Linked DNA regions of Mus musculus: all the other regions are linked to region 2. A link is a contact called in public HiChIP or PLAC-seq and promoter capture Hi-C data. All regions are on one chromosome and are shown on one strand. Each heading gives the region's core, a stretch centred on a gene start, on an enhancer-like site or on the middle of the called end of the contact. The rest is flanking DNA. Distances are from core to core; before and after follow the strand shown. Region 1 holds the start of 1110032F04Rik (RIKEN cDNA 1110032F04 gene). Region 2 holds the start of Il12a (interleukin 12a). Region 3 overlaps Iqschfp (Iqcj and Schip1 fusion protein).

Region 1 (2,700 bases), core at 163-2,662, 180 kb before region 2:
AGGGATCGCATCACAGTCAAGCGCTGCTTCTACAGACTGCATGCAGCAGTCACTGGTCGTGGTCCAGAGCCAAAGGCTCCTCACCATTATGTCCTGGGAGACCGTGACCGGTCCAAGCAGGAGAGCAAGGAATGGACCTATGCTCCTTCCCTTTTAACAACAGTAAAGCAAGCCGCTGGTCTCTAAACACACCAAACGGTTTACCTGTTCTTTTGGATTGGAGAAGCAGGCACTTACAGTGAACACAAGGGGAGGCATGGCAGAGGGCGGGGACGACCGTCCAAGAAGAGCTGGGGGCTAGTCCTAAGCCATTGCCCCGCCGAGCTGCCCAGCCTTGAGCCCAAAGAAACATAGAAAACCACAGATTCCCCGGGAAGCGAGAGGGAGGGGACTGACCCCAACCCAGGCGCGGGGCTACAGGTTGTACGGGGATGCTAGGTGTGGTCAGAGGCAGTCAGTGGCGGCCGCCAACACACCAGCTGTTGCGTGCCACCCGCAGCCCCCAACCTTGTAGGATCCGGGCGATCCCCATGAGGCTCCCTGAACTCAGATGAGCGGGAAACGGACCTGGCCGCCGTCGGAGTCCCCGGCACTGCCGCCTCGCGGGCGGCCGAGCACCGACACGGGCAGCACGACCTCCGCTGGGCTGAGCTGCTGCAGCCGCATGGACTCCTCATAGGTGGGCAGGTACTTGACCTCCTCGTAGCTGGGCAGCTGGAGAAACACCGGTGACACCACGTGCAGCTCGTGCTCCGAAACGCAGGAGGGAGGCAGGCGTCCGCCACTTCCTCGGCCCCGACCACCGCCACTATCCAACAGTGAGTCCTGCGAGCCCGCGGCCACCTCGTCGCGCAGCAGAGCGGGCGAGTCGTCGTCGTCGTCGGGTGGCCCCGCCGTCCCCGGCGGTCCCGCACCCCCGGGAGGCCCGGGTCGTGCCTGGCCAGGTCGCGCCTGGCCACGCGGGTACCTGCGTGGGCTGGGGCAGATGATGCGCTGCAGGAAGTAGCCGATGGCGAAGAGCACCAGCAGGATGAGCAGCCCAGAGAGCTTGCGGACGAACCAGCCCACGTTGTCCAGAAAGGCGTGGAGCGGCAGCTTGCAGCAGCGCACGGCCGTGGCGTTGGCCGAGTCGCAGCAGCGCTCCCGCTCACCGCACGCCAGCTCCGCGCAGCCCCCGCCGCCCCGCGAGGGCGCCACCAACGCCAGCGCCAACAGCAGCAGCAGCGGCAGCAGCGGCGGTGGCGCTGGAGCCACCGACAGGCCCTCGGCGGTGACCCCGGGACCCCACATGGCCGGCGCAGATCTCCGCTGGCGTCCGGGACCGCGAGGCTCGGAGCTCCGTCTGGCCCCGGCGCTGCGATGGGTCCCGCGCGCGCCGCCTCCCGCGCCCCGGCTACCTGCGGCCCGAGCGGTGCTCACTTGGCCACGCTGGGGCGGGAGGAGGAGCCCGGGGCGCGCCGAGGCTGCGGGAGGCGGCTGCTGCTCACCGCTGTCGCCGCCTCGGGAGCCTGTGACCTCGAGCCGTAGCGCCTGGGCGCCAGGGTCCCGGGAGAAGCGTGCGGAGCCGCGGAGATGAACAGAGCCGGCCTGCGCTGGGTCTCTCTGGGCATCTCGGCCGTTGCCCGCCGCGCTCTTCTTCCGGCACCTGGGTACCCCGCGGCGCTGGAAGGGTTAAGGCTGAGCTCTCAGCCCCGGAGCCCCTTGATCTTGATTAATTCAGCCGGCGCGCTCTTCCTCGCCAGACGGGCGGGGCGCGCTCTCTCACTAGCGTAGGTGTCTCAGTTTTAAGTGATTGGATTTCCCCGGGAATATTATTTAAATTGACTCGGACCGGGTTCCGCTTACCATCTTTCTTGTGATCTTTCTGATTAAAAATGAATGATGGCCATTAATGGCCAGTGCAGCCCCATTGCTGCCCTAAGGTTCTAGGGTGGGAATTGCTGGATAGTTCTGCTGACAGGTAGGTCCAGGTTGTTGGGGAGCGCGGACCCTAAGAAACTCCAGAACAGGTAAGAATTCTTTGGAGAGGCTCAAGTTACAGCCACAGAGGTAGCCCCAGAGGGACCGAGAAGCACTCTGTTGAGGTGACCCTGCTCACCAAGGAGAAGAAAGAAGACCTTTAGTTCTCAGAGACTCACCTGACCCAGCCCTCGGCTTTCCTGTACTCAAAGAGGACAGCAGAATTGTGGGGTGCAGGGGCTCCCTCCTGCAGCATAAATAGCCTATGTAGGAAGGCGGAGGGGAGCAGTAAGTGGTTGGCCAAGTTCCTGAGCGCGATCTGAAGGTCTTTTTCAAGGTTATTCTTGTTTGCAAAATCTGACTTTAAAGGAAACAAGTACTTTGTTTCCAAATAGTACTTGGGTCCGTTTCCCTTCATGTCACCCACCCCTGGAGGAAAGCTCAGCGCATCCAGACCCTTTGGGCATATATCTGTTGGGTGGTGGAGCCCCTGAGAAAGCTGCTTTGGTTGAGGCAGTATAAAACAGACACACTTACACAGAAGGACTCACTGACGAGGAAAACTAATAGGGAATTTTCAAGGTTGGTGTGAGAAAATAAGTAAAAGGACATACAGTGCCCGAACAGACTCAGCTATGACCCAGGCTTTCTCTTCTGAAGAGAGGAGGAGAGCAAGCAGAATGGGGTGGGGTTAATGGAGGTCAACCATGGGCCAGCTTAAGTGCAAAGTCTTCTGGTTCT
Region 2 (2,700 bases), core at 52-2,551:
TTTTACAACGGAAAAGGCTATTTTGCATTCAAACATGAAACCTGAGAAAAATGAGTGGAGCCGTGACTAAAACTGGATCACACTTGCCCCAGAAAACTGGAGGCTGGACCTGCTTGCTATCTGATGTCTGAGTCCTCCCTGACATGTGTCCATCCGACAAGGGACTGCATCACAGTGCTGGACACTGGTGAGCAGGGGGAGAGACAATCTAATTCATCTCTATGGCTTGTGAAGCACAGAGAGTGTACCTAGAGACTGTCTCCCTGTTCCACCTGCCCTGAAGCAGAAGCAGGGAGCACCTGACACTGTGTCACACAGGCAGGCAGGCTGGGAGGGACATTGCAAGTCCCCACTTTCCTCTGTGTAGACACAGCCTAAACCGATGCCGTTACAATTTATTACCATTCTTCCTTTCTCTAGAGACACAGTTTCCTTTAGATTATATTTAGAAGTCTTGAAACCCTCTACGGTTCCTGCCAGATACCATAAACTTCCCAGCAGATACCAGATAGGTTAGAAGTCATGTCAACAGCGGAACTTTGAAGCCAGAAGGACAGGAGAAACTCACCGTCTTCACCATGTCATCTGTGGTCTTCAGCAGGTTTCGGGACTGGCTAAGACACCTGGCAGGTCCAGAGACTGGAATGACCCTGGCCAAACTGAGGTGGTTTAGGAGGGCAAGGGTGGCCAAAAAGAGGAGGTCTGGAAGGGAAACAAAGGGCAGGTGGAGCTTGTCAACTTGGTTTTGACCTGCCTCTTTCTTCAGCCATTCTGGCAATTTTTTCCATCCATTCTGGGTACTGACCTCCCTCCACACATAATTTAAGCCCTTCCCCGGGGCTGACAGATGAAGCAAGACCTCCCAGATCTTGTTTGGGGACTGCCTGAGACCTGCATTTTCCTTACATTGGTTTCAAGGCTGGGCTTTAGTTCTCTTCTGTGAAACGGGCATAGCCGTAGCCCCCAGGGTTGTTCTATAATGAGACCATGCTCGGTGCAGCGCAATCTAGCACGACCATCTTTCCCCTCTTCCTTCCCTTGGCCTGCAGTTGCTGGCAGCCCTTTAGTCTCCCTTAATGGGTCCAGGGCTTCTGTCTGTTCTTTCTCAAGCCTTCTCCTCTCATCAAGTCACCCTGGTCCCGGCCCTCAGGTACTTACAGCGTGATTGACACATGCTGGACCGGCACTGAGAGGAGCTGCTGGATGCCGAGGGTGAGGCTGTTGGAACGCTGACCTTGGGAGACACATTTTTATAATTGTCTGGATAGCCGGCAGGACTTTCCCAGGACTGTGTCTCTTGCTTTCTCTCTCTGTCTCTACATCTCAAGGACAAGTGCGTCGATCGCCCCCAAGGCTGGTGGCGCTTTCGAATTAACTCTCGGAGTGCCCGTTTGAGGAGATTCGGGACCGTCCCACCGCCCACCACACTCAGAGCGAAAGCAAAACCGGCCTGCGAGTAGCCACTCTTGTCCCGGGACAGGTCTGTCCTGCCCCACTACCCCCTAGCCCTAACACGCTGCCCAGTGCCCCTTCTAAAGAAGCACAAGCTACCCACTCGTCTCTCCATCGTGGACACTGAGTCTGACTCAATGTATTTTGCGAATCTGTCCTACTTTGAAAGTATAAAGGAACAAAATAGATGTGGTGGCTATATATCGCTTAAAACTCAGTTCTGGCAGTTTTGATTTAGTGAGACGACTGCACAGCATCTTGGGGGAAAAGGGCCCAGAGAGAGCAAGGCCATCTCTCTGCAGGAGCCTAAGAGGCAGCAAAGGCTCCTGAAGCCTCCAGATCTGCAAGAAGGCATTGCCTGGCTGCCAGTGGGATGCATTCTGAGCTAGTTTTGGAAATGGGAATCAACACAGTAGGGAGGCAGAGGGCAGATGGGAACGGAGCGCGTTGCAAGTTGTGATACTGGTGGGGATATATCTGGTCATTGCCGAGAGATTGTGGACAACATCTTTAGCCTTTCTGGACTTTTACCATAGAGATATCCTTGGATGTGCACGGTGAGAAGATTTCAGCAGCAGTGTAGACGCCAGATGCAAGGGTCCAGCTCAGATCCAAGGGAGTAGGTGGCAGGATATGGCCAACCCATGGCTCCATTCAAGATGGAGAACAAAGGTGGCTGAAGGGATTCCCAGTGGGGTAACAGGCTAACACCTGATAACTCCCCAGGCTGATTGAGCGTAGTCCCAGCTCCTGCAAAGAAAGTGTGAGAGTTCGAAGCTTGCAATGACAAGCTGTAATTTGGAGGTTTGGGGTAGGAGATTCCTTGGAACTTAACTCCTTTCTACCCCAAGACAGCCTCACTGGGTGTGCAGAGAGAGGAGGCCCTGCTTGGTCATTGACTTGGAGCCTGCCATGTGTCTGGCTTCCCCCAGACCCATCCAGCTGTCAGAGCCCACCTCCTATTGAGGCAACCATCTCCATAACCACAAGCCTTTGGGAGCACGGGAGAGAAGAGCCGGTGCCTCTTCCTTCTGAAGTCCACTAAAGCCTGGACAGAAGAGATCAGTGAGCACTTACTCAGCAGGGTGGACCTCTGTTGAAAAGGGCGAAGCCAAGCCAATAAGAAGGACACCATAGCAGCTCTGATCAGTGAGGTCCCTGTGGCTGTGAACTGGGGACAAGGGACAATGGATGATTAGAATTACTGATGTCGTAATAGTTTATGTAGAGCTGTGCTTGCCCAGGAGG
Region 3 (2,700 bases), core at 70-2,569, 200 kb after region 2:
TTAGAATTTTTATTCTTACTCTTTCATCTACAAGGTTAGTAGATCTTGGTCCCACGTGGGGGAAAATGTCAGAAAGAGTCTCCTTGCAGCATCCTCAGTCTAGCTCTGTCTCCTACTTGGAATCACCGTGTGGGCAGTATGTATGTCTGTGTGTGTGAGGCAGCTAGCTAGCACAGTCCCTGGCCTGTTAAGTTCAGCAGTATTCAACAAATTAGGATCTTAAGTTGTAAAAAAAAAAAAAAAAAAAAAAAAAAAAAAAAGAGTATAGGGGCCAGAGAGATGTGTTCTATTTGCAGCATCCACATGGCTGCTCACAATATTTTTAACTCCACTCACTCATTTCTGGCCTTCAAGAGCATGGTACACCTGCATACATATGTGCAGGCAAAACACACACAAATAAACAAATTTTTAAAAATGTTGACAGGTGGGGCTGGAGAGATGGCTCAGTGGTTAAGAGCATTGGGTGCTCTTCCAGAGGTCCTGAGTTCAATTCCTAGCACCCACATAGTAGCTTGGGATCATTTATAATTCAGTCTAATGCTCTCTTCTGTCATGAAGGTGCATATGCAAATAGAGTACTCCTACACATAATGAAGAAATCTTAAATAAAAACAAAAAGCTGACTGGTAGTGGTGGTGCACACCCTAGATTCCAGCACTCTAGGCAGACGGGTGGATCTCTGAGTTGGAGGCCAGCCTGGTCTATGGAGCAAGTTCGAGGACAGCAAGAGCTATATAGAAAAACCCCATCTTGAAAAATCAAACAAGTTTTAAAGGAAAAGTATAGACACTTCAGGAAAGAAAATATCATGTTGCTGCCTGCTAATGTGTTAAGTTCCTCCCCTGTCTCCCCTCTCAAAACATTCCTTTAAGATCAGCTTGGGTTTTTATTTGTCACAGGTAGGAAACTGGATCCACAATAAAACAGTGTGGCTGAGATGGCCACACCCCTCAGGGAAAAGTAGCTAGTGCTGTTTCCAGGATTTTAATTTGTTAAGGCAGTATCTGAGAAAGGACCTGTTTGATATACATGTGTTGGAATGGGTATGAGAAGGGTGGAAAAAAAAGGATTATTTGCAGAAATTTCTCTAAGCTAGTTCAAATAATTAGCCCTGACACTGAATGTTCTTTATATTGTGGCTGCTATACTAACACGGAGGTGGCTATCGAAGGGCTTGTTTCATCTTTATTGTGTGAATTCCATGCAAGTCACACACAGGACACAGATGTTCTGCTGTTTCATCACCTGTGTGTAGCTCTGGGGATACTGAACCGCTCTGTAGGACAAAGTGTCCTAGACGTAGAACATCTGGATCTTGTTTCCAGCCCAGTCTCTAAACAACTTTATGACCACAATTTGCAGATGAAAGAGGGCGGACTGCCTGTTGAAGGCATTTGGCAAATAGTAGGGGTTGGTTTAATGTCTGGAAGAAAACAGGCTTCTTCCAGTCTAGAGACCCTATGGATTTCATCCTAGAAAAGATGGGAAATGGAATGCAAATAATGTCTCTCAGTCTTTTTATCACCTTCCTTATCAAAAGATGCCGCGTCTGCCCCACCCCGACCCCTTTGCCCCTTGTTGTGGCAGGCAGCAGGCTGGAGAGTTGGCTCTGAAGTCATGACAGCAGGAGGGCTGGTCCCTCCCCTTGCCAGCTCTAGCACCCAGGAGAGTGGGCCCTGCACCTCACCTGGGCAGCACAGAACTAGCCCTGGTGGCTAAGGCACAGGTAAGCTGGCCTTGAGAACATGGAGAGCAGGAGAGCTAACTGGCCCCTTGCTGGCTGCAAGATTCAGGAGATGCTGAAGAGTTCTCTATGGTACTGCAGGCTCAGGAGAGAGGGCAGAATGACCAACTCAGCTATGGCCCAGGCCCAGATCCAGGGCTCTGAGTTGGCTTACCCCAACATCTACTCCCATAGATGATCTGCTGGAGTACTGAAGGGGTCAGTTGTGCAGACTGCAGGATCTCCCTGACACTGAACAACAATGGGATGTCTGAGAGGAGGTCTGATGAGAATGCAGTATTGACGGTATAGCAGAAGCCAGAGGCCTCAAAACAAACCAGTGGCTCATTGCAATGAACATTTGCAAGTAAGATGTGTGGACAAAAGAGTATACTGTGTGACACACCACAGCTTCCACAACAAGAATTTTTTATTCTATTTCAGTTTCCTTTGGGGGGGGGGGTGTTGCAAGGGCAGAGGACAGATATTAAGGGGACAGGGAGATGAGTGGGATTTGGGTGTGTGATGTGAAATTCACCAAGAATCAATAAAAAGTTCAAAAGAAAAATATTCCAAGTTCAATTCCTGCATTAATGTATGTCTGCTAACAGGTGAGGTGGATTCTCTTGGGTACACGGTACCCCTACCAATAGTCAGTTTTCACTTAGTAGCTTATCTGTGTATACATTATAGAGATAGATATTCAGAATATCTAAGATTTTATCCCCCCTCCCATTGATTGTGCTATATTTTAATAGAATGTCTATTTAAAACTCATCTCTTGGGCCAGCCAGAGATAGCTCATCAGGTATAAGAATTTGCTGTGTAAGCCTGACAGCCCGTTTCTGCTCGTGTAGAGGTAGAAAGAGAGAACCAACCCCATAAAGTTGCCCTCTAACCTCCACACATATATCATGGCACATGCACACTCATCATACACAAATAATTAGAAAACATAAAGAATATAAGAAATC

The links. HiChIP or PLAC-seq counts read pairs in DNA pulled down with a chosen protein or histone mark. Capture Hi-C pulls out chosen DNA fragments and counts their contacts.
Region 1: a promoter capture Hi-C map of adipose tissue shows a contact between it and region 2. The contact joins the promoter of 1110032F04Rik here to the promoter of Il12a in region 2. A contact is called at or near these places in 3 of 39 promoter capture datasets (embryonic stem cells, neural stem cells and stem cell-derived epiblast-like cells), 1 of 484 Hi-C or Micro-C datasets (nephron progenitors), 3 of 115 datasets of contacts at active chromatin or transcription factors (embryonic stem cells and stem cell-derived neural progenitor cells) and 3 of 9 other capture datasets (adipose tissue, liver and pancreatic islet).
Region 3: a contact with region 2 is called in an RNA polymerase II HiChIP or PLAC-seq map of embryonic stem cells, with 10 read pairs. The contact joins the enhancer-like site here to the promoter of Il12a in region 2. A contact is called at or near these places in 3 of 484 Hi-C or Micro-C datasets (the HL-1 cell line, the N1E-115 cell line and olfactory sensory neurons) and 7 of 115 datasets of contacts at active chromatin or transcription factors (embryonic forebrain, embryonic midbrain, embryonic stem cells and 2 more).

The regions. Positions count from the first base shown.
Region 1 is chr3:68,868,298-68,870,997 of GRCm38.p6, reverse strand. It overlaps 1110032F04Rik (RIKEN cDNA 1110032F04 gene), which reads right to left and starts at 1,412. Exons shown (of 1, transcript NM_001167996.1): 1 at 1-1,412. The coding sequence starts at 1,290. The coding sequence ends at 547.
Region 2 is chr3:68,690,025-68,692,724 of GRCm38.p6, reverse strand. It overlaps Il12a (interleukin 12a), which reads right to left and starts at 1,301. Exons shown (of 7, transcript NM_008351.3): 1 at 1,159-1,301; 2 at 569-702. The coding sequence starts at 1,174.
Region 3 is chr3:68,487,105-68,489,804 of GRCm38.p6, reverse strand. The region is part of intron 4 of Iqschfp (Iqcj and Schip1 fusion protein); the gene reads right to left. The region is part of intron 1 of Schip1 (schwannomin interacting protein 1); the gene reads right to left. Among named protein-coding and RNA genes, the nearest start is that of Gm22073, 59 kb to the left of the region's middle. Within about 2 kb of position 1,319, at least 25 of the 459 cell types and tissues checked have an H3K27ac peak or open chromatin away from gene starts, as enhancers often do. A contact at or near this core is called in embryonic stem cells, where this site is marked.